Linked DNA regions of Mus musculus: regions 2, 3, 4 and 5 are each linked to region 1. Evidence: chromatin contacts called from public promoter capture Hi-C data. All regions are on one chromosome and are shown on one strand. Each heading gives the region's core, a stretch centred on a gene start, on an enhancer-like site or on the middle of the called end of the contact. The rest is flanking DNA. Distances are from core to core; before and after follow the strand shown. Region 1 holds the start of Cer1 (cerberus 1, DAN family BMP antagonist). Region 2 has its middle 44 kb from the start of Gm11412. Region 3 has its middle 86 kb from the start of Gm25803. Region 4 has its middle 160 kb from the start of Gm25803. Region 5 has its middle 58 kb from the start of Mpdz.

The links. Promoter capture Hi-C pulls out the DNA fragments that hold promoters and counts their contacts.
Region 2: a contact with region 1 is called in a promoter capture Hi-C map of liver, with 2.7 times the contacts expected there. The contact joins the enhancer-like site here to the promoter of Cer1 in region 1. A contact is called at or near these places in 6 of 39 promoter capture datasets (the 3T3-L1 cell line, embryonic stem cells, hippocampal neurons and 2 more).
Region 3: a contact with region 1 is called in a promoter capture Hi-C map of liver, with 5 times the contacts expected there. The contact joins the enhancer-like site here to the promoter of Cer1 in region 1. A contact is called at or near these places in 6 of 39 promoter capture datasets (the 3T3-L1 cell line, frontonasal cranial neural crest, liver and 2 more).
Region 4: a promoter capture Hi-C map of hippocampal neurons shows a contact between it and region 1, with 11 times the contacts expected there. The contact joins the enhancer-like site here to the promoter of Cer1 in region 1. A contact is called at or near these places in 11 of 39 promoter capture datasets (the 3T3-L1 cell line, 3T3-L1-derived adipocytes, the C10 cell line and 7 more).
Region 5: a contact with region 1 is called in a promoter capture Hi-C map of the 3T3-L1 cell line, with 12 times the contacts expected there. The contact joins the enhancer-like site here to the promoter of Cer1 in region 1. A contact is called at or near these places in 7 of 39 promoter capture datasets (the 3T3-L1 cell line, 3T3-L1-derived adipocytes, cranial neural crest and 3 more).

Annotation. Positions count from the first base shown.
Region 1 is chr4:82,883,014-82,888,667 of GRCm38.p6, forward strand. It overlaps Cer1 (cerberus 1, DAN family BMP antagonist), which reads right to left and starts at 2,138. Exons shown (of 2, transcript NM_009887.2): 1 at 1,564-2,138. The coding sequence starts at 2,070.
Region 2 is chr4:81,784,458-81,790,282 of GRCm38.p6, forward strand. No RefSeq gene overlaps it. Among named protein-coding and RNA genes, the nearest start is that of Gm11412, 44 kb to the left of the region's middle. Within about 2 kb of position 4,089, at least 6 of the 459 cell types and tissues checked have an H3K27ac peak or open chromatin away from gene starts, as enhancers often do. A contact at or near this core is called in liver, where this site is marked.
Region 3 is chr4:81,249,793-81,255,103 of GRCm38.p6, forward strand. No RefSeq gene overlaps it. Among named protein-coding and RNA genes, the nearest start is that of Gm25803, 86 kb to the right of the region's middle. Within about 2 kb of position 2,704, at least 17 of the 459 cell types and tissues checked have an H3K27ac peak or open chromatin away from gene starts, as enhancers often do. A contact at or near this core is called in liver, where this site is marked.
Region 4 is chr4:81,176,729-81,182,730 of GRCm38.p6, forward strand. No RefSeq gene overlaps it. Among named protein-coding and RNA genes, the nearest start is that of Gm25803, 160 kb to the right of the region's middle. Within about 2 kb of position 2,338, at least 61 of the 459 cell types and tissues checked have an H3K27ac peak or open chromatin away from gene starts, as enhancers often do.
Region 5 is chr4:81,498,177-81,504,321 of GRCm38.p6, forward strand. No RefSeq gene overlaps it. Among named protein-coding and RNA genes, the nearest start is that of Mpdz, 58 kb to the left of the region's middle. Within about 2 kb of position 3,850, at least 7 of the 459 cell types and tissues checked have an H3K27ac peak or open chromatin away from gene starts, as enhancers often do.

The sequences.
Region 1 (5,654 bases), core at 888-3,387:
TGGGACGAATTTTGTGATATCTAAGAGATGATGTTTGTTAGGGACAAGGCCACCACAAAAAAACTTCCTTTTTACTGAGTTACTTATCAGTTAACCTCTTAAAAGCCTTAAGTTAACATGAAAAACCTCCCACTAAAAACAGCATACTTAAAAAAAATCTAATTCTAATCTAAAGTATCTCATCTAATTGAATATAACCAAATGGAGTCAAGAAGCCATAATGGCAGCTTTCTTATTTAACCACCACATCTTATCTTTCTGTTACCCATAGTGCATTGCACACAGCAGCTTCTCAATAAATACTGGTCCGTTAATCAGCAAAGACCAGAGAGCAGGAGTTGAATTCTGTCCTATTTCGCTTGAGCTGTGCAGCGTTCAGCACTCTAAGTGGCAGAATCGCGATGCATACACCACCTTTACCACCTTCTCAGAACCCCATACACCCAGTCTTATGTGACTCAAACTCAAAATATGACTCAAACTCCTTAATTTTAATCTAATTAGCAATAGAATTTAAAAGTAAGAATTTCAAAGGAAACTTGATTGCCTGAGTCTTAGGAGCAATTTTCTAATTCCACATGGTCCAGCAAAGTGGATATTACTTGATGACTGACCCGTCATTGCTACACAGGCAATTGCCTTAGAATACTGCCGGCTTAATTGGGCAGTGTTACTAGACTGTAAAATTTTAGTCTCTCCCGCACTGTTTCTGGTTCTGTTTCTTCTTGACGCAGTTTCTTTATTTTATTTTAGCATTTGGAAAGTAGGTGTTGTCAGGAAGGAAAGAGAAGTAGAATGTTCCTCTGTCTAATCATGCAGAGCCGATCGCTATAAATTAGCCAGCACGTGTTAGGACACGTCAAGGAAATTCCTGATTTCATATTAAGATACTTTTTAAAAACCAATGAGAAACATAACTTCCACTCTAAAGTATGGTTTGCCATCACAATGCCAAGAAATGATAGTGAGAATCTCAACATAGAGTCCCTGCAGGAACATTCTAAGCATCAAATAGTTTTAGCAACAATTAAAGAAAGCTCTCCTGAACCTGTAAAGTAATAAGCTGAGTAGCAGAGATGCATGCTGGGGTATCCCGGGAGATGTCCAACCTAGCCCCCCTCACCTCCAGTTGGATTTGCTTGCTTTACTACCTATCCTCATGAGTATGGAGAGAAGCTACAGGGTAGTTCAGGCAATTGCTCTAAATTCCCAGTTTCCAAACTGGGGACTTAGCCTTGCTTTTCTATATGGATGATACCCACCAAATATATACAAATTCAACAATCTTCTGTGCCTTCAATACGGGGACTACCGATACTGAGCATGCTACCATGCTAGCATGAAGCATTTCCATCATGCCAAGAAACACTGGAGACATGAAAAATAAATGAGGGAAATGTGCTTACATTTGGCCACGTCCCACAATGAATACCCAAAGGACTGAATCTGGAACTAGACAAGGCCCGAGCTCTCGCCAGACTCTTTCTATTTTGCCGTTTGTCCTAGCTGTCCAGCTGTCCTCCCTGTCTGGCAAACTGGTGGTTTACCCTCTAGAATGCATACCTGGTTGAAGGGCACAGTCCTGCAGGTCTCCCAGTGTACTTCGTGGCTTTTGATGGGCAGGATGACTCCCTGGAACGCCGGGCCCTTTCTGAACATGAACCGATGCCAGAACCTCTTGGCTTCCTCCTGTAGAGGTGATCTCTCCACTTTCCTCCCATCTGCTGGCTGAGTCACGGCCTGCATCCCCGATGAGACATGATCGCTTTCCACATCCCTTGGGGGGTAAAATTCGGTCTCAGGTTTCTTCCAGAATCTTCCAAGCCTGGACAGCATCTTCCCTCTCTGCCTCTGGCCTTCCCCAGCCAGGCTGGTGCCCATGAGGTGTGGCACGGCCACAAACAGATCCGGCTTGTCTTCTGCCTCCTCGTGGTTGGCCACGTGGAGATCTCTGCGACCCCTTTCTAGGAGAGGAAAGGATAAAGAGCCCTGACTCTGGCAGCCATCCACACATAGGTCTGCCTTCCCCAGAGGCAAGAGAACAAGCAGCTGAACTAAGAGGAGATGCATGCTTCCTGATTCCCAGAGACTGAGGTTAGATTCACAGATGGACGGGCCTAAAAGAGAGGCTCCCTCTGCACGGCTACAGTCGGGGCATCACATATATGCTACCTGCCTGGTAGCATGGGGAGGCAGGTGGTCAGCAGGTGGGCAAAGCAAACACATTAAGTGTTTGCCCACATTACGTAGTGCTAATGATGTCCTGCCTTCACTTTGGCTCTGTGTGTTTAAGGCCCCAGTGAAAGCCCGAGACCCAGGGGGTAATTAGCTGGTGGTTTAGCTGTTGTCTGAGATTTAGGAGTGGCTGTACTGGCAAAAACAACGTGCTTTTTGTCTGAACTCTTCATGACTGACATTAGAAGAAGAAACAGACTCAGCTCACATTTGCTGCACATCTGCACTGAGTTGGGGTAGAATAGACACGGAATAGGAGAGAGAGAGAGAGAGAGAGAGAGAGAGAGAGGGAGAGGGAGAGAGAGAGAGAGAGAGAGCTAAAGATGTCTGCCACAGCACAGTGGTTAGGAAAGCACATTAGCTTTGTTGGACAGGAGCCTTCTATGCCTTCTCTTGTATCCACATGTGGATTGAAGCTGTTGGTCACAGCTGCCTTAAGGGAATCATTTTGCTTATCCATACAGGGAGACTCACAACTCTAGAGTTAATCCTTTCACATTAGGAAACAAACACTGAGTGCCAAATTTCACAACTGGCCAGAGATCAGTAAACTCTTCCAATTGTTTACAAATTTCTCCACAGGATCCCAAGTGACCTACAATGACATCTCATCAATCAAGGAGGATAATGGGCCCCTCAAACCGCTTTGTCACTATTATTATTTTCTTTAACTTTGAGGCTTGAGAAAGGGGAATACAAACCAGGCCTGATAGATTTGGGGGTGAAGCTGCACCAGTGTGTGTGTGTGGGGGGGTGGTCGGGGTCCTTACCCGACTGAATCCACATCTTCTGCCTTAGTTCCAAGGAACTGGTGATCAAATTCAATAAAGATCAGATTCAATAAACACAACCCTTCAGGGATCAGGGGAGAAAATGGCAATTGAAATTAGCCAAGGGTACAAGAAACCTATCAATAAAGAGAAACCTTGGAGTTCAGGTGTGTCCACCCAAAATGGCCTCCCAATGGGAAACACAACACAGTTGCTTATCTTTCTTCCCCCTTTAATTTAGTCACCACATTCCTTTCTTTTGCTGGCAGAGATAACATGCAACGAATCCTCTTTTGTTTAGTATGCAGATTTCTCCCCACAAGTTCCCCACTGTGAGGTCTTTCCAGGCATTTGTGTTCTTGATTGGCCTTGCTGAGTTCTTTGAGACAAAGCCTTGCTTGAGTTATTTTATAAATTGTGTTTAAGTGGATTATCATTTTACTAAAATTCTAAAACATATATGTTTTACTTGTTTCAGAGGTCCATGGTGACTTTCCTAGTATTCCCTGACAGGCTGCCGACCCATACCGCCAGAACATTGGTGTTCATCATTTATTTTAAATAGTCTCTTTAAAACCTTACCCGATACTTGAATGTCTTAGTTGCCCTCAGCAGTCCAATGCAATCTGCTCTCCAGAGCAGCCATTAAGTCTCCTGGTAATAAATACGGTGTGAAAGCCAACTAGGATACATTTCCTGGTGGCTTAAATCCCGTGGCTGTCAGTCACACAGGGTCTAGCATGTCCCAACTAAGCATTAATCCAGGGAGTCTACCTGGGGTCTCAGCTTACCTGGTTCTGGAATTACTGGCTATTGGATATAGTTGGAACAATTTCTGTTGAACAGACATTTATAGAAGACTTACACTGTAGATGAAATATCAGGATCAATACTGGAAAATGACTAAAATGATTAAAATCTGCCGCCTGCCTTAAGTAGGTTAGATACCCAGGGGCACGGGCTTTCTAATTTTATTACCTATGGGGATGTCAGTCACTCATTTTAAAATTTTCTTGTGGTCTTAACTTCCCATCTTCTGGGCCCAAATTTTGGTTCTTATAAATGCCCATTACAAATCACTCCTAGAGAATTTCCTTTTTTGCTATCCTGCCAATTCCTGTTGCTCAAATGTGCAAGTATCCTGACTGACAAGAAACCTCTTGGGAGAAGCATGAAATAAAAGGCGGTTTCCAGATCTCCACTTCACAACTCAGGACAGGGCAGCTCCCCTTTCTCAGCGATGTATAACTGTCTGATCAGTTCTAAAGCTTTGGGTGTGACATGCTGTCTTAAGCACATAAATGAATATTGTGTTGCTTGTAAAGGAAAAGAGTGGCCTCTGTCTTCAGTTGACATAGGCATCTCTCCTGTCCATTTGGATAGGTCAACCGTAGGCAGATCTGAAGGAGACTTCTAAACACGGCAGGAATCTGTAAGTGGTGTGCTCCCTACCAGTCATCACAAGGAAACAAGCCCAAGCCAAGGAGCGGGCACCCATGAGGCTAAATCCACTTCCTGGGCCCAAGTAAGGGAGAGCCACAGCAGCTGGGCTCAGATCACGCAGGTCATCTGCCACACATGCGTGGCATGCTCTGCTTTGCACGTCCTCTGTAGCCCTAGAGACCTTTATGAAGATACCTACGTGAAAATTTCCCTTAAGCCAATGGCATTTCTACAGAAACACAGCCATGAACGTTAAAAACAAACAAACAAAAAACAAAAAAAGTGAGGGGAGATTGGAGAGTACTGTCCGACAGCAGAGGTAAGTCCTTTTCTCAAAGCAACAAAAGGTGAGAGGCAATGTTGAGACAGGAATAGGTATATGACCTAAACAGGAAAACTGAGAAATGAAAAAGGAAGTTCAAGATAATAGTTTTGTGTGAGAAATCTCCTATGGTACAGGCCACCCCCTCACATGTTTTAAAATATTTTTCCTCAAAGCATAGGATAGCAGTAGTACTATAGGAGTAACTAAGTTTTAAAATGCAACGTAAGGCAGAATCTCTTTTAGTCTTTCATTTCCTTTCTGTTTGATATTTAGTTTAGTATGGTGTGTGTGTGTGTGTGTCTGTGTGTGTGTGTGTGTGTGTGTGTGTGTGTGTGTGTGTGTCCTCAACATGTGGGGTTGAGGACAGCCTATGGAAGTCCATTCTCTTGTACCATGTTGGTTCTGGAATGAAACTCAGGTCATGCGGCTTATCCATCCATCCATCCATCCATCCATCCATCCATCCATCCATCCATTCTTCCTTCCTTCCTTCCTTCCTTCCTTCCTTCCTTCCTTCCTTCCTTCCTTCCTTTCTCTCTCTCTCTCTTCCTTCCTTCCTTCCTTTCTTTCTTTCTTTCTTTCTTTCTTTCTTTCTTTCTTTCTTTCTTTCTTTCTTTCTCTCTTAGTTTTCAAACAACAAGGAGAAAGGTAGAACAAGTGGTTTCCTTCAAACCATTTCCTCAGTGGTTTAGTTTAGTAAGTTATTTGGAATATAGAACTATTTCTAGCATCACTGCTGGCCTTTTTTATGGAAAGCATAGATTCAAAAGCACTCTCTTCCCCAATTCTGCTCCATCCCCTGAACTCACTCACTCATTCATTCAGTCAGTCATACAATGTATATGTGAGTGCCAACACTTAGAATGGTAGGGACTAATGAT
Region 2 (5,825 bases), core at 2,839-5,338, 1.1 Mb before region 1:
GAGTGAAGTTAGTAAACAACGGTAGTAAACCCCATCTAGAGGTCTGTGCGTTTCCCTGTTTGTCAGCCTGAGATCACTATGAACACAGTAATAAATCTCATCTTCTACTTGGCTGCAGCACGCTAGGGCTCTCATGACTAGGAACAGAGAGCTCTATAATCCCCACTGTGATCATAACGGAACAACAGCCACACCGTGAAGTATCCTCATGTGCTAATAATGACTGCCTGTCCATCATCTTACCACACGAAACAAGCTGCCCCTGTTCTTCACACACCTGTGTGTGGAATGCTCCACATGAGTCTGCTAGGTAAAAGAATGTGTTTATGTTATTTTGTCTGAATTTGCCACTCAGAGTTGAAAGCAATCATGTATTCCACACCCTCTTCCATTTTCGTTTTAATAGTCTGCTTATGCTATGAATCAATGGAAGCTATTGTATTTACAATTTACAAAATGAATTTGTCTTTACCTAGAACTATGTTTTTCCATAATCGGATGGGTTTTTAAGGTTTGTTTAAAATTTAAAAAGTTGAAGATAATTTTGAATGCACAGGCTGATTAAGTTTATGATTACTGATGAATTTGAAGTCAAATAGATTCATACAAGTTTAAGACAAGAAATCTTCAAAGCGGAAATTTAAGAGGTTTTAAGCTTTAACTCAAAATGGAACTAAATTTAATATCAAACTAACAGGTCATGTGTTGTCTAATGATGTAAAGTTCCAGTAAAACTCATGGCTCATGGTACCTTAAAATACACTTAACACAACATTTTGAAAGGTAGAAATTTATTTTCCTTCACAGGCATTCAGAAATTATAGTTGAGCGAATGCATGAATATAAATAGTCTCTTTCTTCTGACTAGAGGTGTTACCATCCACCTGGCTCACTTCCTTCCCAGGTAATTACACAGGCCTCTTAAAATCACCCCGATGCTCTAATTAGACACAATCTTCTTTGTTTCCTATTGAAAACTGCTGCCTTGAGTCTTGCTCTGGGTGACTTTCAAACCCCAGCCCCTTTCTCAACTTCCTAAGAGTTCTTCAGACTCCTAATGAGTACTATGAGGAACAACTGAGCGATCTGAAAAGGCTTGGGAGGTGTAATGTCTTATCATCATTTCAGCATCTCTCCTCTGACATTGCACAGGTCTTCTAAAGGCAGCGTAAGTGGAAAAGGAAACAGCACACAGACTATGTCACCCATGTGCTCCTGCTCATTTTCCCCTCGGAGTGCCTCGTGCATCCTTCCGAGTCTAGAAGAGCTTAGTGCTAGATAGTTGATCATGTTACCAGCACGACAGTTGCTTTATCAATGGGACACCAAATATGGATAACAGAATGGACTGGATTATCCCAGTCAGCCTATTTTAACTGTGGTTCCAAGGAGGCACCAAAATCAAGAGTGAATTGCCCTGAAAAATAATGGAGCTAAGCAGAATTTGAGAGGCGTTTGCTCACACCCGTGGTGGTTGCCTCTAATGTTTTTCCCAGGAGCTATTCAGATGTAAACTTTATGGTCCTATGAGGTTATAGGAAAACTTCTGTAATTGTAAAAAATTAGTTTATAATCTCTGTGTGGAAGCTTCTATAAAGTCATTACTCTTTAAAATTTTTCTAGTTATAGTTTTAAAAGCAACTTCCACAGAGGGGATACATATTAATTATATATGTATGTCATAGACTTTTTAATTTACTTACTTTGAAACCTCATATAAGCTATTGAAACACAGGTCTATACCATGGGCTCTGGCCTGTTCTTATGTGGATATATATACATTTATGGATGGATATATATATATTATGTGGGCATATATAGATACATGAATATATACTTACATAGAAGATATATATGTGCATATATATATATATATATATATATATATGTTTTTCCCAGCTCACTGGCTGCAAATATAAGACACATCCCATAACTTCTGGCCATGATAAAACTTAATGGTCAATATCAGAGTCATGTAAGGAAGGATGCACTTCGGCTTATTTTCTTTAAACTTGACAATCTACATCCTCCAAGAGAAACTACTAAAAAAATGAATATTGTCCATGGACCTTAGTATAAGACAGAATTCCACAGATCCTCTTCCTTATCTTACCGATTGTAGACTTCCTTCCCTGGGTTCTCATCAGCTCCCCAAGTCTCACTAGGAACTGTATGTAATACATTTTTATTTCACACACTTTAATTTCATTTTCTAATCATTTATCACTTGATACACTGCATCTGAACCTAACTCTCTTGTACGATACTCTCTTACTGAGTGGCTCTCTAGGTAGGAATAAACCAGGTTCGGGTTAGACAAGAATCACAGAGTCACGGCCCAATTGGTACAAAAGTCACATCAGAGGGATACCTGGTCGCAGTTAGGAAAATTAGTCCTCGGACTTCCAGCAGAACAAAGACATACCATGAACATTCACAACCAAATTGTGTGGATTTCAAAGTAGGGGAGCACTAGGGCTTATGTCCATAATCAAATCCAAACTAGATAGAAACCATGATGGGAAGATTCAACAATACCCATCAGAATAGTGGGAATTGTTGGGTTTTTTACAATCTAATTTTAATAAGGGTTCAGCTTCTCCTGTAGCCAACCACACAGCAGAGGTTGTGGAAGAGAAAAGTTATTAGTGTATATTGGAAGTGGACCTGTTCAGCAATAGTTCTTTGGGGAGCAAGCTTGATCTTCTTAGGCAGCAGTTTAATCTCATAGCAAACACCAAATATGACTCAGCAGCTGCAAACCAGTCCTCCAGGGCAGGAAGACACCACGCATGAATTGTTAGCTACAGTCCAGTCCTTTCAGCAAGCAGTCTCCGGGCATGAACCAGCAACTCTAGTTGAATCCTGAAGGAACCGTTGCTAAGGTGAGGGGGCAGAAGTAGCAAGCTGCCACAGGAACTTCACAAGCAGTTTTTGGGCAAGTTTCTCTCAATGGTAGTGTTATCACAAGTTGAGCTCAACAATGCTATGTATGGTAAACCAATACTTGTGTGTCTTTAGCAAAGAATAAGAGGCAGAGCAAACCAGTGTTCAGTGCTCATCTCCCACTGACTGTGGGGTCATATTTATACTCCTTCGTCAAGCGTCCTTTCATGTGTTTGCTATATCAAAACATTCTTTCACCTGTGTCTGCTTCAGGAAAACATTCTCTCACCTGTGTGGCACAGCAAAGCATCATTTGACATAACTAACTTTCCAAAGAAACTAGAAGTTTCCACTGCAGGCAATTGTGTTTTCCTAATTGGAAATAACAAAACCATCCGCACATAGAGTAGTCACTTCTCTATGAGTCTAAAGTAAGTTCTGCAAAACTCTCCAGGATGTAAAATGGAAGAAAACTGAATCAGGTTTCTCACTGAAATTCCCCTGCTTCAAGGTGTTTAGAAATGATTCAAGTTATAAGATTGAAATAGACCAGGACAGGAATATTTTTGAAAATTAATCTGTCTTCATACCTGGCTAGCATTTGTGTTGTTTTCAACTGCTCTTTAATAATCCCAAGTTTTGAACATTAAACATTTTCATATAACATTACTGGCAGAATGAAACTGTCAAACTCCAGCGGAGGCAATTTAATAGCTCACTTTCTCCTCCCAGAGCCAGTGAGGTGAGAGCTTCTGGAATAGAAACATACTTGAAGACAGTTTCTTCTCCAGAAACTTCTTGCACTTGGAGAAGGTTCTAGCTGCTAAAAATAATTGAATCTTCTACCAATATTTCATTAATTTTTCTTATTTTCTCCTGGGAAAACTAGAAGGGCATTCTTTAGCTTTCAAACTGTAATTAAAGAATGCTTAGTCAAAGCTGAACATCTGATTAGAAGAGAGTTGAAAATTACAGGTGCAGATTCTGGGAGGGTGGTGGTAGGCATTGCAGTGCTATTGTTAGTTCTGCCAGTGAAAATAAGGCCTGGGAAAGCCAGAGGGTGGAAGTTCCTGCACTATCCAACGCTAGTCTACTTTTTTCTCTTGTTCAGTGAAATCTAAGTTTGTGGAGCCAGAAGAATGGGACGGTAACTCTGGAGACCAAGCACTCACTGCAAATATTTACACCATCAAATGCAGAGCCTCATGGTCAGCTGTGATGCTGACAGTCCTGTATGGCACTCATGATGGGCCTTCACCTTGAGGATAGGCCAATAACAACACAGAAAATCACTGAAGAGAACAGACATGACTGCCATGAATTAAATGCTTCTCCACATCGTCATCATGTGACTTTTTAATTCACAGTGTGAACCTATCTGGACAGCTAAGTATTCCACATTTCCATGGAGAGGCACTTACGACTTGGGAGGTGGAGTGGTGGAGTGGAAAGAACATGATTTAACTCATAAGCCTAGGTTCCCATCCAGCTCATACACTTAATAGCTCATAAACTTAGGCCAGCTAGTCTCTCTGTCATTGTTTCCTCGTTTTAAAAGCTCCCACTTTGCGGTGTCTTGTGAGGACACGATTAGAGCAAACATTTGGAGAATGTGTGCTTTGGAAGCCGAAACGGCTACCCCAACACGAATGCTTTGACTTCATTAAATTGGCCAAATGATTTTCCCTCATTGATCAAGCTGACCTAATTTAGCAGTAATAGAAACACACAAGTACTTGTAAGTGACAGTCTTAGGGAATGTAATTCAGCTGGTCCTGAAACATGAATCTTTCCATTAACATCCCATTAAAAGTTTTCTTTTTACAAAGATTTATTTATAGTATTATTTTATGTATTCAAGTATTTTGCCTCTCTCTCTCTCTCTCTCTCTCTCTCTCTCTCTCTCTGTGTGTGTGTGTGCCTGGTACTCAAAAAAGTTAAGATGAATAGATAAAGTCCCTGGGACTGGAGTTACAGGTGGCACCTTACCATGTAGGTATTAGGAATCAAGAGAAGCAAGACACTCATCCTATGAACCCATGAACCAGATCTGATTATTTGCTTTTGGTAGCTGTCTGTGTTGTCTCAATTTTCAGTCACACTCCAACCTCAGTACATAGTTTGCAAAGGCAGTGATCAAGTGATCAATGACCTTACTTGGTCTTTACAGGGCACGGTTCCTCAATACTGTTTATACTGCACACAGCACATTTATTGAGTACTTGCTGAATAAATACCAGAATTCATAAAACATTATTACTACTCCACAATGTTTTAGCCTAAGAACGTGACACATTGATAAACAGAGTTCTAGTCTGTATGGAAATTGGCAAGTAAATATGAACAAAAACTACACACTTAATTTTCTTTTTCTACAAATTTAACTTTTCAAATAAGCACATAAAATTGTTCATACTTATATGTAGCATGAGGGTTTGAAATATTTTGTGGAAAGGTTAAATCTAATTAACAAAAGCATTACAAAGTCATCATTTTGTGACAATACTCATTACCACTCTCCTAGCATTTTCAAAAATATAGTAATTATTAAACTATAGTCATCATGCTGAAAATTCATTTTGATGAGATAATTCTAGGCTATTTGACCTGTTTTATTTTAAAATTTTAAACATAGAACAAAGAAAGTAGTTATGCTGGCCTGGCAAAGGGGTGGTAGTAGATTGTTTTACTGATGACCTCACTAGCCCAGGGAAGTTGGCTTGGTTGCCATTAACAGACATAATTTCCATCCTGTGGAATGGGCCAATTAGGCAGCTGTTGGTTACCACTAACACGTGGGTCCCGTGTATTGTACTTTAACAGATAGATATCTTGCTGTGCCTGTACTTGTTGTAGTTACTAAGTGTGGCCCCTGGGTAGGACTACTTAATTGCTTCTCTCCCTTGGCACCTTTCGTAGAATTTTCTGATATCATGGAA
Region 3 (5,311 bases), core at 1,454-3,953, 1.6 Mb before region 1:
ATGGGTGGGGGTGGTTATTCCTAGTGTTTTGGGTATCCGTATTCAAAGTGTATATGTGGGATCAGTATGTGATATGAGCTGAGTAAGTGATGGTTGAATTAAGAAACCAGAGCTTTTTGAAAAAAAAAAAAGAAAGAAAAGAGAAAAGAAAAAGTTAATATGTTGGAGTTCTCCCCACCTCAGATAAAGACTAAAGAGAGACAGCACCACATAAAAAGGATTTCATTGACTATTATTTTCCAGGTCAGGGTGGTCCTTGTGTCCAATAGAGGGAACCTTGACAGTTCATGCTGGAACGATACCTGAACTGGATTAATAATGGATTAACCAAGGTCACTACATTTCAAGCTTAACATTGTCAAACGATCTCTTTTTACTTAAGATAGTATCCAAAGGGAAGAATCGGCTACTTCAGAAGAGTGCTGCTCCCCATAGAAAGAAAGGCTTTTACAGTGAAGTTGTAACGTGAAATCACACCATTCTCTGATAGCCGGGGAATAGATAGCCAATTGAACAGAAGTTGGGACAGGGTTCGAATTGAGAAAAGCCACGATGCAAATACAGGTCTACAACGACTGTTCCAAGGCTCATGAAGATTTTTTTTCTTTTGCTCCAAGGAAATAAAGATACCATCTTTGCGGTTAACACCACGAAAGTGTTAGCCAAAGCATATTCCAAGACGGTAGGAACCCATGGCTGGTGGAGGTCTTCCAAGGCCTTTCCTTTAGGTACGGGAGGGGGGGTGTTGTTTGTTTTGCTTTTGCTTTGTTTGTTTTCTGTTTTACTACTGTATTCTTGCAGTTTCCTAAGGATCAGTGTAGACTGAACTTCAGAGTGAGTAATAGTCGATTTACACATTAAGAGAAAAAGCTAAGCTGAGCCAGGAGCCCTAAGCTTAAAAGGGGACTTCAGCAAAGCCTTCCAGGAAGTTGCCCGGGGCTACGTATACACCCTGCATGCTTTTAATCCCTTACTGAAAGACAGAGCACTAAGATCATGGGGCTACCAAAGAAAAATTGGGAGAAAACAAAGAAGGATTTTGTAAAAATGCATTACTTTTGCTAGAAATTGAAGGCACTGTTTGACACAGTACAGTATTAGCTGTCATCTCTGCTTAAAACCCACTTAATGTAAAGTGTCAGGAAGCACTTCTGTGAAGAGGGGAGACTTTAACAAAAACTAAGAAGGTACCAGGAGTGTTAATAATACTGGATGTTTATTAATTTAGTGAACCTTGGCTCTTATCACACAGGGATAACATGCCTTAGTTTTCAGAATTTACCATGTTCAATGGATACAAATTGCCATTAAACAGAATGAAGACTATTTTGGTGATCCTAAGGGCCTAAGACTAGAGTATAGTTTTATGTGCATGTTCTCTATAAGGAAAAAAAATGTTTTTCAAATCATACTCTTCTACAGCAAGAAAACTTAGTAGGCTCATATGTCTGTAGAAGCGTAACTCTAAGTGTCCCAAGCCAAAGATGCCAGATAAGCTTATTTCTGTTTGTTCCAGAGATGAAACTTACCAAGAGGAGGCTGAAGGTCAGCGAAGGAGGAGAACAACGGCTTCTTTAAATCCTCTCCACTAAAGCCCTGAAGCGACACTCAAGCCGACTTCACCTTAAGTCAGGAAAAAATCCACCAAATCTCTCATCCTATCAGAATGAAAGCTCTATTGAGAGGGTGGGAAAAGAAAACCATAAAATGTGCTTTCAAAGTAATTTAAAAATTCTGTGAAGTAGTAGTAATATTAATAAAACGTCTGGCTTCTGAGCATTGGCACTTAGTGTGGATATTCTTTTAGTTTTCTTATATGGAATATTTTGTTTGGAATACAATTAGCTACATTTTAAAATTGTCTTTAAAACTGTCCCATTTTAAATTAGATTTTCATAAAGAAGGTATTTGTAAAAAATTAGCTAATTTGGTCTTTTCTGAAAGAAAGAAAGAAAGAAAGAAAGAAGGGAGGGAGGGAGGGAGGGAGGGAGGGAGGGAGGAAGGAAGGAAGGAAGGAAGGAAGGAAGGAAGGAAGGAAGGAAGGAAGGAAGGAAGGAAGGAAGGAAGGAAGGAAGGAAGGAAGGACAAACCTTGTAAGCCTGTGGCTCTATCCTTTTTTTTCTCCAGAGCAAAAAACAAAGTTCCACAAAAGCAGAAACAATGTAATCTGTAAAATACATACTTGCTTTCTGCTTCTGTACAAGTCCCTGGGGAACTGTAAAGGCCTGGTACTTTAGAAATAAGATTGGAGACCCTTTCTGCAGAGACCATTTAACCAGTCATGAGGTGGGGACCAGGCAAGGGCAAGTGGTGAGGGGCTCAGTGTCCAGAGGACTGTTGCAAAACAAAAGTAGCAGGGCTCTCCTGCCCTCTAGTGGTTCGACCTCAGAAGTGCAACTTCCTCAGTGGATTTGTTTTAGTTTCTCTCCCGGGTTTACTTTAGAGAATTTCAAGTACATTTAATTAAAGACAACTTTATGCCGGTATCCTCGGGGACCGTAGAGATATGGCTTGTCCTTCAGGAATTTTGATTATTCAAATTCAATAATTTATGTTATTGAGTAAGAACTTGCTAAATATCATTGGCACTATGACGATAATGCTAAAATCTCACCTCCCTCCTTGGCACATTCTAAACACCCCTATTTTGCCCAATTGCCTGCATCTCTTCCTTTTGTCCACCTGGAAAGGTAGAAAAGGAAGAGAAACTCTGCCTAATGGGGTCACTGTTGCACTGTATATGTGCAAACTATCACTGGCTGAGGCTGACAGTCCCCAGGGAGCCAAATATTTTAATGTGGGTGTAATAGCTTCTTGTCTATCATTTTTATTTACTGTAGATAATTCTAACTTTTCTGTTTCTAATGTTTCCTTTGAAACATACATTATGAGCTCACCCATATAAATAAACACATTAATGGTGGCCAGCACTAGCCTCAAGTTCACCCATTTTTATTTTTATGTTTTTGCTGTCCATTCAGTCAGAGCATTGCTTTCTAGTGCCACACGCTTTAAGTGATGAGAGTGCACGCATGCTGTGTAAGCTGTCCAAACCTTAAATCAGTGCAGAACCTGATACTGCAATCACTATGACACAGATATTGAACCAAGTGTGTGTTAGCATATCAATACTAAACACAACAGTCATCAAAATACCTCTTTGGCTTAGTCTCTTTTATTTTCCCTCTAAGTGTCTCAATACTATCATGTGGCAATATTCTATGGGAACTTGCCTCACACTGCTATGGGCACAGCCACTAGAGCAACTCTGAGTCATACACACAATCGCTGGGAAAGCTGCTCACCTGCGGAGACCTGCCCTGTGAAGACAGTAGAAGTTGAGCAATCTCAGGATCCTCCTGGTGGAAATGTATACACTGATGGCTGGAAGCTGGGCGGGTCTAATGTCTGGATTGTGGAGAGTGCAGCTAAGCACATGCTAATGACAGCCCCAGCTGCTCTTCATTCATCCTGGTCACCCCAGCTTCCAATGTGCACCCTTAATGCTTGGCTGCTAATTCCCTTGACTTAGAACAGGGTGAGGTCATATTAAATTATTTAATCCTTTAGAAAAACCTACTTCCAAACACTTGAGTTAAATAAAAAATCACTTGCTAGAAAACAGTTTTCAATGGTAGCTTTTACAATATATTGTTGACAATTTAAAAAACTCAACTCATTTATAAAAGTAGGGAACTAAATTATTTCTTATTTTGTTGTTGTTGTTGTTGTTGACAGTGTTTTGTCGTGCAGCCCAGGCTCACCTCAAATTCGTGATCCTCCTTACTCAGCCTCCTTAGTGTTGGGATAGCAGGTCAGGTGCCACAGTGTTCCGCCTGACTGTTTAATCTTATTGACAGTGAAGAATGTTCAGACATGACAATCATTTAGCTTGGAATATTAGCATATTCACATTATAGTGCATGGCCAGTGTTTAGTGAAATTTGACAATAAAGATGGCAGAGAATCAGAATAAAACAACCACAAAAACAAACACACACACACACACACACACACGCACGCACACACGCACGCACGCACACACACATGCACGCACGCACGCGTACACACACACACACACACACACACACACACACACACACGTGCAAAGATGTACACCGTGAGAACAGCCAGTTAGACACAGGGACCATCAAAGGACTGGTTTGTACTCTCATTTTGACTTTTCAGCATCACCTGGACTACTTGTTGCAACTTAGCAAGTAGCCATTGCTGATCTATCTATCATTTTCCTCTCCGGTCCTCACTCTGTATCCTCATTGCCCACCACACTGGCAGTTTCCTCCATGCCGCTCACATGAAAGGCTGGAGCCAAAGAGGTGGGTTTCCAGAAACATAGTGCTATGAACTTTAATCCCTTCAGATATTTTTTATCAAAGATATTCGGAAAATTATATTTACCATTCAATGAAGAGTTATTATGATATGTTACTGTGTTTGGTATTTTGATGTTCCTCAAAAAACCCACATCTCTGTGTTAAACTAATGTTCAAACATTTTATTTTTGAAATCCATATAGGATTTTTTATTTATTTTAAAGAAGTAAAAATATATCAGCACGTGTGTTCATTATACTCTGTATTCATATATTTTACACATGACACGCTTCAGGGCATAAGATCTCATTAAGCAGAGGACATGTGAAAGGTAAAGGAATGCAGGCAAAGGGTCTGAAGGAGAGGCTAACGGTAGCCTGGTGAGGACAAGGTCTTCTTAGAGAAAAGCAGTCTATGCCAATCAGGTTTGGAAAAGTTAAAAAAAAAAAAAAAAGACCAAAAATTAAGCAAAAACCCAAAGCTAAGCAATAGGTGTCCCTAGTACTAATGAGATAAAAGCATTTACTTCTCACTCAATCAGCAGACTGAGGCAAGCTGGAACAGGAAGTGGGAAGACTGAACAAATGAGCCCCACACATGTTCTCAGGGACACATGTAGACCAGAGGAAATCTATGCCACACAGTAGGAAAGAAACTCAGCTTCTAAGGAGGCTCTGCAGGTCAGTGTACAGCATTAGAATGCCCAAAACCTTTCTTCTCTATCTGCACACTCCTTCTCTGCATGTGGCTTCCCTCAAACACGTACAAGTCACCCCAATTCTAGCTTCTCTAGGAAGCTTGATTTCATCAGTGTACACAAAGCAGTGTTTGCTCTTCAGTCAACCATAAGAAAAACAAAAACAACAACAACAACAACAACAAAAACAAAAACAAACAAAAAAAAAACCTTAATCCATTTTCTGAGTAAACTTTTGGGGCGAGACCAAGTAGACCCAGACAGATTTAGTGTAAGACCA
Region 4 (6,002 bases), core at 1,088-3,587, 1.7 Mb before region 1:
GGGACGGGAGGAGGGGAGAGTGTCAGGGCAGAGAAACACCCAGCTCAGCAGGCAAAACAGTTGAAAAACAATGCTGCTACAAACTTTCTCCTTTCTTCATTTCTATTCTGTTTGGGGTCCCAGGCAATGGAATGGGTGCTGCTGCCCATGTCCAGGGTGGCTTCTGGCCACTTCCAAGGTGGGTTTTTACCCTCAGTGAGTCCTCTCAGGGCAACACTCTCACAGACAATTCCAATCTTCTAGTGGATTTTTGAAGGGACTCAAGTATGTGAGCATGGCTCTGGCAGGTCTTGCTCTTTTCTCCCATCCCACTTGCCTTGTTAAAAGCAGATTATATTCCTAAAGCTAACCACCAAGGTCTATTGCTATTTGACCACTTCTTCCTCCTGAGGCTGATTGCCAAGGTCCAGCTATCAAAGGACTGAAACCCAGCAATCAAAAGTCGTCCCCCCCCCAGCTTCCTTAATTAACTTATCCAATTAAAATTCAACACCTCATCCAAACACAGGGTTTCCCTCTTTACCTCTATAAACTGCCATTTTCCTGTGGACCACATCTGTCTCCTCTCTATCCAGAGGCAGTCCTTTGCCCCATACCTAGGCAGATATCCCTGCCCCCTCTGCCTTGTTCCTCTGCCTTTCTCTCTGTCCTCTATCTCCTGTCTTTGTTTTTTATTTCCTGACCTTTGTCCCTTTGAGCTGAGAACTTGGTCTTCGGGGTCCAAATGATACCTTTTTTTTTTCTCTTTAAATCCAGTCACGTTTAATGAATCCTGATGACCAGAGATTAGATTCTCAATAGACTTGGCAGAGAGGGATGACCTCAGCCAAGGCATCAACCTTTAGGCTGAGCACACATGTAAACAAGAAGGGAATACACTAACAGGATGAGGCATAAGTGATTAGTGAAGACTCTCAGCTCCTTAAGGGCGTAACCATAAATTATGCCCGACAGTTCGGTTTCCGGTAATTGTTAACAAATCTGCTGTGTTCATTAAGATCACGTCTTCCAGCTTGTTACATGGCTCATCTAATTACCTGCCTTATCCTTGTTTGGGGTTGTTAGAGCAGTTGTCTCCCACTTCAGCGGGAACCTGCTGGGTACAGGCACAGAGAGTGACTTCCTGTGTGCATTTGGGAGCTGTGGTCTGTTCACTCCCAGAGGTCGTTGCTACCGGGTCTGGAAGCTGGGTGTGAGCAGGTATCTTTTCAGCATCCTATTGTCTGCTATTTTGAATCTAAACTTCTGGGTGACTGTCATTATTATGGCCATGACCCCACAGTGGCAGAGACATTGATCGAGAAGAGTTAACCTCACAAATGAAACAATGGTCGAACCCCACTAGGTTCTCCACAAGGATGACCCCTTGTGGCTTACGGGAACACAAGTGGACCTGTGCACAACCGGGCATCATGCACATTCCCTAAGCCCTTGAAGAAGCCTTGTTTATTTAACTTTTCAAACTAACTTGAAGCACTTTTAGAACAGTTGTTTACACTGTGTTAACTGGAGAATACACAAGCACTGTGGATACAGGAAATGGAAGCAAGGAAAACGGGCAAGGTGCAGGAACTCAGCTATGAGTAACAGTGGATTGTAACACTGTTTTTTCCTTGACGGTTCTCTTCCTGCACACAGAAGGCACACTTAACAACAGGAAGGTTGGTGAAACCCAGCAGCAGTAGCAGACAGAGAACAGACTCTGGGGCCGCCGTTACTAGGGTATCAATTCCTGTGCTCATCGTGGGTGGGAGGAAAGCGTACGTACATCTATGTAAACACTGAATGCTCCCCAACAGGCTCAGATGTGCCTTTCCTTGCCACACTGAAGTTCTTGTCTTATACTGATCATCTCACAGTTAATATGTCCCACTGGTCCTCCATGTGTGCGGACTACCTGCTCCGTTTTGTGTGTGGCACATAACGTTGAGCATTATTTGATAAGTGCAGAAACAAATACCAAGTGCCTAGACAGCGAACATTCCAGATGGGTTACTAATTGAGCTGTTGGGAAATCTCTGACACTCTTAGATGGGAAAGAGCTGGAGGATGCTCTTGCTCAAGGATTTCCCAGGCCTTTGAACAAGTTCTGTGCTCTGCAAATGTGTTGAGATTCGGTTTCTCCCGCTGATGCGCCACAGATGGCCACATGGTGGCGCTGGCGCTGCGCCGTAGAAACGGAGCTCAGGCTGCAGCTGAGGCTCCAGCCTCCCTCGCTGTTCTTCCGGCCCCCGCCCTGCGCTTCCCCTCAGGACTTCCTTCCCATCCAGTCAAGCTTGATGCCATGGCTCTTGCCAAGAAGCTGTCAAGCCAGAAATGGGAGCTGGGGTACTGCCCACCTGAAGCTGGAATTTCCTTTGTTCTTCAGCAGACTCAATTCACTGTATTGCTCCTAGTTAAAAAGAAAAAAGAAAAAAAAAATCTCCACCACACTTTTAATGCTTTTTTAAAAAAAGCATGGTTTCCTAGTTTGAGATGCAAGTATTTTTACTCTGCACTTGATTGGCTCCTGCAAGTGACCCAGTGCTGCCTAAATAAAATCACCTACAAAGCAAATATCCTGATATGTTCTTACGATGTTCACAGCTAGAATGTGCAAGGGCCTGTTCCCTAGTAAAAGGGACTGTTTACTAGCCCAACCTAGCATAAGGCACCTGGACATGTACATTCACAGGCGACTGGAGAACAAGAAAGCAGAAATAAATTACTTGAAAATCACCTACTCGCTATGAATGACAGCTAAGCTCAGAAACTAACAGTCCCTTTGCAGAAGCAAAAATACTTTCAATAAATTAAAGCTGCTATTCTTTTCTCTACACATGTTTGGTATATACATCTGGGTGTGTGTGTGTGTGTGTGTGTGTGTGTGTGTGTGTGTGTGTGTGTGTGTGTCTGTGTATGCGTGCGTGTGCAGGGTGTGTTTGTGCATAAGGATTACCCTGTCATCTTCACTGGGCACCTTAATGTTTGAAACATGGTCTTTCAGTTAACCTAGAGCTCACTGATTGGCCAGACACACTGGTCCCTGATCTCTCAGAGACATATCTTCTGGGATGGTACCTCCATCATACCCAGCATATCTGTAGGAACATAAGCTCAGCCCCTCGAAAGCTCTTTATCCACCAGGCCATCTTCTTATCTCCCCCTTTCCTTGTATTCAGCTAAGTCTTGTGCTACTTAAGGTGAAATAATCCGAAGTCATACTTATATATGGCAATGCTTTTAGTAATTGATATCTAATAAATAAAATGGATGTTTGTAAGGAAGCAGTCCATTGAATCACAACAAGTGTACATTCATTAGTGCAAGCTCTATCACAATTAAGACATGCAAGTAGAGAAATCCTAGTCCAAAACGTCTGGGAGCAGAAATAGTCTAGATTTCTGGTGTCTTCACAGCTTGTAATATTTTCATGTATGAAATGAGGTAGCTCAGAGATGAAACCCATGTTTAGACACAGGATTTTGCAACCTCAGCCAGTATGTATGATACTGGGGAATGATGTTGGCCACTATTTGTCCATTCTAATTTAGCCACTATATAGTATATATGTGAACTGTTAACATGTTTGGATTTTAACTTTCAGCTCTCTGCTGTTGACTGCCGTTGAGCATTCTTTCATATGCTCGCAAGGAGTTGTGGGTCTTCCTCTGTGACATGTCCATTTAGAAACTGAGCTTTCCAAAAACCCACATATAGTAAGCTGTTCCTGTAATGTGGGTGTGAGTTTTCTGTTATTACTGTGGGTTGGAGAACTATCTTCTTCAGCCTGTGGCTTCTTCACTTGGTGTTCCCCCACGGTGTCTCTTGATAAGCAGAAATTAAATTTAAATGAAAGCATCATTTACAGCTTCCTTCATGTCTAGTGATATAAAACCAGTTACTTGATGTATGTGTCTCGTGCTCTGATCTCAGCTTGCTGGAGAGCCTCTTCCTTCAGTAAGCAGCCTTGACTCAGTCTATAGTCTACGCCTATGCTGGGTTGCCTTGAAAGCCAATTGATGGTGCGTGTTTGGTTCTAGTTGACCCCAGGTCGGTTCTCACCATGCTGTTTGTGCAACTGTTCATCTTCAGGCATCACTAGGATGCCCCCACGCTGCTCTTTGAAGAGATCCCTTTGACCTTATTTCAGGAGTTGTGTTTCCCAAATAAGTTTCAAAGTTAATTCTCAGTTTCCAATACATACACACACACTGTGTGGGGGGGGGGGTAGAAAAAGAGAGATGATTGGATTTGATTGAATAGACTTTACTAGGTTTTTAAACAGTTAATTTGTAAGATCTATTTCTTGTTAAGAAAGCTTCATTTTCTAACTTTTGAAAATTTTCTCAAAATGTTCTTGTCTTTGAAAAATATTTAAAACTGTCTTAAACCAGATCAAAACTCATTTTGAAAATCTTGGAAACCATCCAGTCTATTTTGAGCTACTCTGCCTGGATAAAAAGAAACTTCTTCCCCATGATTCAAGTCTGGAAAAGTATTTTTCTGACATTAAAAAAAAGTATGTAATTATGATAAGTAAGTTCCTAACTTCAGAAATATTTTAGGTGCTTTAAAAAATACTAATATCCATGTTATTTAAGTATTAGCTTAAAAAGTAACTTCTGTGTAGATTCTACAAGATGGAAAAATAATCCCAATTCATTAATTATATTCAAATTATTAAAAATTAAAAACAAAATTGGTGTTCAAGTCTTTCAATCTGGTATATATTCATGACATGTGGGTACAGAATCCTAAAAAAGTAGCCACACAGAAGAAAACAAGTGACCCAGCTTACTGTTCAAGTGATTTTAATTGTAGGTTTTCAGTCTGGTTTGGTTTCCTCTCTATTTGAGCCATTTCAATCTCTTAATTGTTGTCTTCTATTTTGTTTAAAATCTTATTTCATAGAGGTGTGCTCAGGTAGCAAGAGCCCTCTATCAGCCCTCTCTCCAGTCACAACCTGTGTCTCTCTTCTCCCATTTGACAGGAGTGTCTGGACTGTAGTACACAACAACACAGTCATTTGAAAATAAACACAGCCTTCACTATACTTCAGAATCTGTCATATTTGAAGATGCTTGCCGCTGGGCTTGTCAGCGATCAACAGCAACAAATTAACTAACATAAAATAAAATAAAAAAAAATCATATCCCGTAACACAATTACCATACTCTTTCCATTGTAAGGTCTATTTTCCACCTTACGAATTAGGATATATAATTTGTATACTAATTCTGAAATTAGGATATGTAAATAAATCCAAACTACAATTGCACATAAATGTTTATCGCTCAAATCAGAGCAATCCATAACAGAGATGATCGCAGTGAAACCGAGAAAACAAGGCTTGCGAGAATAGACTTGTTCAGGGTATCAGAAGCACGCTGAAAAGAGAGCAATTGCATTACTTAGTTAAAAATCTGTACAGTGAATAATTCAAGGTTATTAAATATGTTTGTGAAAATGGTCAGTGACAAGTGGAAGTACTTATATTGTAAACGGCCAAAAATAGGCAGGAAAGCCTGCAGATCATTTACATTCATGTAATAGTTCTTGAATAGCTAAGCATTCAAGATTTAGCCTGGTCACAGTAAACATTTTCCCCTTTGAACCCCCAGAGTCTGCAGCCATCTGACACCAGACCCTCCCTGTGACAATCTAGGGGCTATTTGGGGGATTTTCTAGTTCTTTGATAGGATTTTGCTTTTATGTAGAGCAATGAATACAATTTTCAGTTTTAGCTAAGGAAAGATAAAATAACCCAAATAATACTTTTGTCTTTCTATAAACCCTGACTTCCTACTGCCTGAAAGAACTCAAATTTACATTTATAAAACCGAAACAAACATGACTACTTTTTACTCGTATTTTAGTAAAACAAAACTCAGTGCTCACTCCACACAGACGAGGCAGCTTGAAGAGCTCTGGGGACTTATGGAAGAGGAAAGGAGAATAGACCATGGATCTTCTTATGTCCCACTGTGTGATTCATAATTACTCTTCAGTGACCTTTTCGG
Region 5 (6,145 bases), core at 2,600-5,099, 1.4 Mb before region 1:
TAAAATGTCATTTTCACATTTTTTATTATGAAAAAAAAAAGTGTCTGAAACTAATTACTTGACCTTGGTGGGGAAATTCAGGCCTAGAGAATGAAAATGAGTGCCTAGGAGTCTACTGTTTAGAAGAACTAGGAGTGTTTCTTTACCAGTAGATGTCACTGCAGGCATTACACACGGACTATTTCTAGGGGAAAAAAAAGTCTCCTGTGAGTGTTGGTATAATTAAATTGGTAGAATACAGTTATGATAGGCATAAAGGGTATTTATTCTGAAAAGCAATATATTTTATCATGGTCATGAACTTGTAAAAACATTGGCTTAAGGAAGCTAACGCTTATGCCTTAAATAGGCTTTAATACAATATATAGCATAAGTAATAGAAGTAATAGAAACTTACGAGGCTTTGAATATATACAGTTGACTTTCCTGGATGTGATAAGGTTTGCTCTTTAGCATTATCCTACAGAATCTGACTCATAGAAAGAATTTGACGGGAAGTCACAGATCTGACTTCTACCCTTTAAATCTTTGTACATTTGACATTTTATTTCTCCAAACAGCCTTGTAAGATTTCCTAGGGAAAGAAAGATCTTTAGCTGGCTTAATATCAGCTCTCCTATTTCATCTTTCTCTGGCTCCTTAAGCATATAGTGTCCTATATCAGGAAGTTAAGTCACCAAGTCTTTCAGAAAAGTACATTTAATGGTGCCTGGGGAACTTACACAGAGACATACTGGCCACAATGAAACAGATCTCTGTTCCTTTTCTCCTGTGGTCTCAGCTGACTCCTTAATGTAGTTAGCTGGCAAGGTTGAGTTAAACTGCAGTGTGTAGTGTTCTCATAGAAATCCCTGCACTTGGAATTCAGTGGCTCTTTGGAGGTGAAGGGAATTCTTACCTATGCAGAACTTAAGGGCAAGGCGTGTGAATGTGGCCCCCAGCCACCCTGAGACTGAACTTCTCCTTACAAATCTTAGTTTAAGGTGATCATAGAGTTTTTCAAGGTGGTTGGAGGGCAATCTAACTTACCTAGGATGTTCAATGATGAACTCAGTATTTTTAGTAATAAATTAAAAAGTTATTTCAGTTTTCAAACTAGAAACTCACATATTTATACCTGCCCTGATGTGGGATGTTCTGGCCAGGCTTACGTCTACTGAGTTCATCAAGAAAGAGGAGAAAACCCAAGACACTTGAGTGTATCATCTCCCTGATGCTGAGTTGCTCTTGAAATAGTATGTTACTTTCTTTTCTCTTCCATCTCCCAAAGCAGGCTTTTAAGAGTCTCCTTTCCCTCACAGTGCTAGGATCTCATCTGGTTTGTATCTGTTGTAGGTCTTGTGCATGGTGCTGCTGTCTTTGTGAGTTCTGAGGGTCTTTTTGATGTCGCATGCCTGATCCATCATGACATGTCCAAGAACTGAGTTTCTCCCAAAGAAATTATATTACTGAAAAAAATCAATGCTTTGAGAAATAGTTACAAAGTACCTTAACACAAATTAATAGGTCTTCACCAACTGCAAATGCAGATGCTCCTTACAAATCCCACACTGTAGATCCCACAGTGGAGGCAAAACAATGATAAAGGCTTACTTCTGTCAACTGAATGACATAACTTGGAGTTTTTTTAGAGCAACATTCATACATTAAGTCTGGTGCATACTAGTTGACAAAGGCCAGTTTAGTAGATAGTTCAAACTTTAGGCTTGTAGTAAAATAGACCACCAACTGATACACTTTGAACACAGTGGTTAGAACCGTTCATTTAGTATTAATTCATTTTGTCAGCATGCCTTAGGTTGTTGTTGGAAGAAAGGTAGAAGGATTGGTGGAAATTCACTATTTGGAGAGGGAAGCCATGACTGAGCCTCGTATCTCAGATTCTAAATGCTCCAAATTTCAACCCTTGAAATAATTATGACCTGTTTTGTTTCTGAGATCTTTATAGTTCTTTATGTTTGATACAGGGAATAATTTCATAACTATATTTCTTTCTCCTTCTACAGCCCTCCAATATTGACTCCATGAAGGCAAGAGCCAGAGTGATAATCTGAAAGTAACCAGTTCATTTCTATAACTGTCTCACCATTAACTTCATTAAACTCTGCTGGCTTACTTTTTTCTTTCTCATATATTTCTGCTCTAATATTCTATGTGCTTTACATGAGGCTTTGGGGACACAGCAAAGAGGCATAGAAATAAATCAAAATGTATAAACATAAATAAAGTATGTTTCTAGAACAGAATCATATCCTGCCAAAAATTTAAATAGCTAAGTATATTCTAAACCCTAGAGTTTACTATAAGATGTGAGAGAAAAATACTACCCTGTCCACTTAAATGGAGAATAAACAACACTAATATTCCATCATCATACTATGTTTTTATGTTGTATAGCAGCATAATCCTCAAATTTGAGTTGCAGGTATGCTGCAATGGTGGAAGTCATTGGGTAATTTTATATATATATATATTTTTTTTCCAGTTAGTCTGAAACTTATAATTCATTTCATAATTTACAGCAAGAACACAGGTAAAGCTAATAAAGATGCTGGATGGTAAATGGAAATCACTTGTTGGTATGCAGGAAGTAGACATGAATATTTTATATTAAGCCTCAAGTCAAGGAAGTAATGATTAATTGGAACAGGGTTTCAAGGTATCTAAGGTTATAAAAGCAAAGACTATTTTTTTACTAGAAAGAAGTCTCTTTCCTAATGCAGAAGATGGCTTTCTTGTGGACTGGGAGAACCATTTGAACAGGGAAGATGAAGGAAGGCTGGAGATGGGTGGGGGAGGAGGAGGAAGAGGAGGAGGAAGAGAAAGAAGAGGAAAAAGAAGAGGAGGAAGAGGAAGAAGAAGAGGAGGAAGAAGAAGAAGAGGAGGAAGAAGAGGAAGAAGAAGAAGAAGAAGAAGAAGAAGAAGAAGAAGAAGAAGAAGAAGAAGAAGAAGAAGAAGAAGAAGAAGAAGAAGAAGACGACACTGAGGTTAGGGAAAATTGGCTTACTGAGGCCATTTCAGAATCATGGATTTGCTATTTGATTTTGGACTGGGGATATTTTGGCAAAACATAGTAAAGCTGAGACAGGAAATTAGTCTCCGTTTATAAAGTATTTGGATGATTTTGTAAATGGGAGAGATACCATTAAAATAGAGGGAAAATTCCTTTCATTTTAATAAGGAAATGAATACTAAGAATGATGGATAAGTAAGGTCTTAAAATTCAATCTTTGTTCAATTTACGACTGCATTGACACACTGTATAATTGATTGATAGGAATTTTCATTCCAAAGTAGGATTTATATGTTGCTCCAATCCCAGTCTATTATGTAATCGATTTTTATTTTTGTCTTCATTTTAAAATTTTCCTGAAAATATTTTTAACCCAGTCTATACAGATTTCTTCAGGAAAGATAAAACTTAGAAAAATATCCATAAGCATTCAAATTAATTTTTGCAACACAGAGAAAATGAATATTATTTATGAAGATTTGAGAATTTCATCTTAGTATATCTTCACTTGTATATCACCATATAGATGTGGTGCTGTGAAATACAGATAAAAAGCTAGTAACTGCTACTTAGATTTAGTTATCAAAAGGTTCACAGAGAAACACATTATTTTAAGTCTGTGTTTGGCTTAAAATGTGCTTATCCTTTCGACATCCGGATAGGTTTAGTCATTACAATTTGTCATCTCAGAGACACAAGTAGTCATTTGATTTGGAAGCCATGCTTTTCCCAAATGACCAAGAGAAACTTTTTGCTTTGTAAATGAGAAAGTGGAGTTTGCTCTAATGAAGTGACTGAGACACAGTTACTCACCGAGTCTGTGGCAGAGTTAAGTTAGTGTCCATCTGTCTGTTTCCATTTCACAATCTCATCTCAACTCTACGGTAATTACTTTTTAAATGCTCATGTGTCCACAACGTGAAAATTAACCTTGAGGTGGTTGTAACCAGACACTGGATCTGGAACTTGACTTTTCTCTTCTTAGTTATGCAACCCAGGGAAGAATTGCTCTAGTTTTCTACGTTTCATCTCTTCTTAAAGTTATGAGAGCTATACAAGAAAACGTACAAAAGATGCCTGCAAAATTTAAATTTTAAACAAATGGTAGTTTTTGTTATTAAAATCCCAACTGTAATTGCCACACATGAATGCTACATTTTCAATTGAGTCACCATTTTTTTTTTGTGACATTTTATTAACAGAAGCGAGGTGTCAAAAGTCAAGCCACACAATGTGTGTGTGTTTGCTATTGTATGTTGCTAATTATGTACAGGCTTACCATGAACATGTTTGCTCAAACTGTTTTGCTTTGCTTTCAGTCTTAAGCCTTTCTGCAGTTTGAAAGAGCACTTATAAATTAATTGTAAGGTTTTCATTGTTATCTAATTTTGGCTGGATTTAATTTCATGATCTGGCCAGAAATGTCGTCAGAGAACTGGGAAAAGCGCATAATTGTCTTACATCCTTCCAAAGGGACTCAAGCTGTATAGTTACATTTACCTTCAATAGATACCTCATAGCTGATTATGTAAAATATAATTTAAGCTATTATTATTGAAAGAATAATGTTTAAGGCGATAGTAGTTTGACTTGTTTCCTAGATTGTTTAATTTCATAGTGGATTTTAGAAAACACCCATGCAATTGACAACCTCCATACGTGTGGCATGACCCTCTTCTCAGGGCAACAAGATCAGATAGCGATTCATCTGTGTGGCACGTAGCACAAAGCTCATGCCTTAGTTTTTGTTGTTTCGTGGTCTGAGGGATTCGCAAAATCAACTGAAGGGATAAACCAGTAGATTCATAGCAGAATGTTGCATTTTTAAGAATCTGAAGATGTCGTGAAGACCATGCCAAGGGAAAATGATGATATTTCTAGACCCATTAATCTTAAACCTTTCCTGTTAACTTCAAGTCCAAGGACTTTAGCTAATACATTTTGTATTGATAGGCACTGCAAATTGTTTTCATATGTGTGCTGTGGCCAGTGTCTGTCCTTGGGCAGTGCTGGAATGTTAGCAGTAAATGAGAAGAAGCTTCTATTTTTTTCCTGTGTTTTGAGACTAACTGATCATCCTGAGAATTAAAAGAAAAAAATTTTTAAAGATTTTTTAGGTATTTTTTTATTGTGGTTGTTTCTTTGCACCACACCTCTAAGACTCAGCTAGTTGAGTCTCTGGAATCAAAGTTATTACCATCCTGACAAGAAACATGCTGACATGAGCAACAGTAAGCAAGGAGCAACTCTAAGTGTGACAGTCACCTCCACCATCTGAAACAGCGGAGCTTTTTGTCCACCCTCTTCACTCAACCGCTACCTCTAGAATGGAGAAACTAGATGAACTCTGAGCCCTCCTGGGACTCATAGTCTTTGAGCTGGTTTACCATCACATAACTGTTCAAGCATTTCAACAAAGGCTTCTTGAATGAACATGCAGGTGTTTGGCACCATACGGCCAAACATCTGAATAGGTACACTAAAGATTTTCATTTTCTGAAGATACTTAATTTGTTAAAGATACTATGCCTGAACTTTTGATAGAATGTTAGAAATTTATAATGCTAGCAATAATGATTTGTTGGGTAAAGAATGCCTTTTACTTGAGCCACATAGAAAGGACAAACCAGAAAAGATGTTAGCTCTACCTTTCCATATCTTTTAATAACAAACTTCTAACACTGGGAATGAAGGATAAGTTTCATTACTTGTTGACTCTCTTAACATCTGCTCTCTCTCCACTTCTTGCTCATCATTGTCATAAGGTAACCATGGAAATGAGAATCTGGCTTTTATTAACAAAGCCAGGGAAACCTGTGCAGAAACAAGGAGGTAGCCCACCACTCGCTTAGCAGTTGTTGTAAGGCTGAAATACCTTAAAGGCTTTTTCCTTTACACTGAAGTTCTTTTTCTGGTACACATATAAACAGGCCTGCATACCAAAAACATGCAGTCACTGCCTACATTCACTAGATGAGAGTTGGGCCTGCAGCCATACCACCAACAGACTAAGAATTTGCCAAGGCTCACAAAGAAGAGTCAGGCCAGATTTTCTCTCGAAAAATTAACTCTGAAATATCAAGTCAGGAGAGTAACAAGGTGTCAGAACGTACTCCAGGTGACTCCAAGATA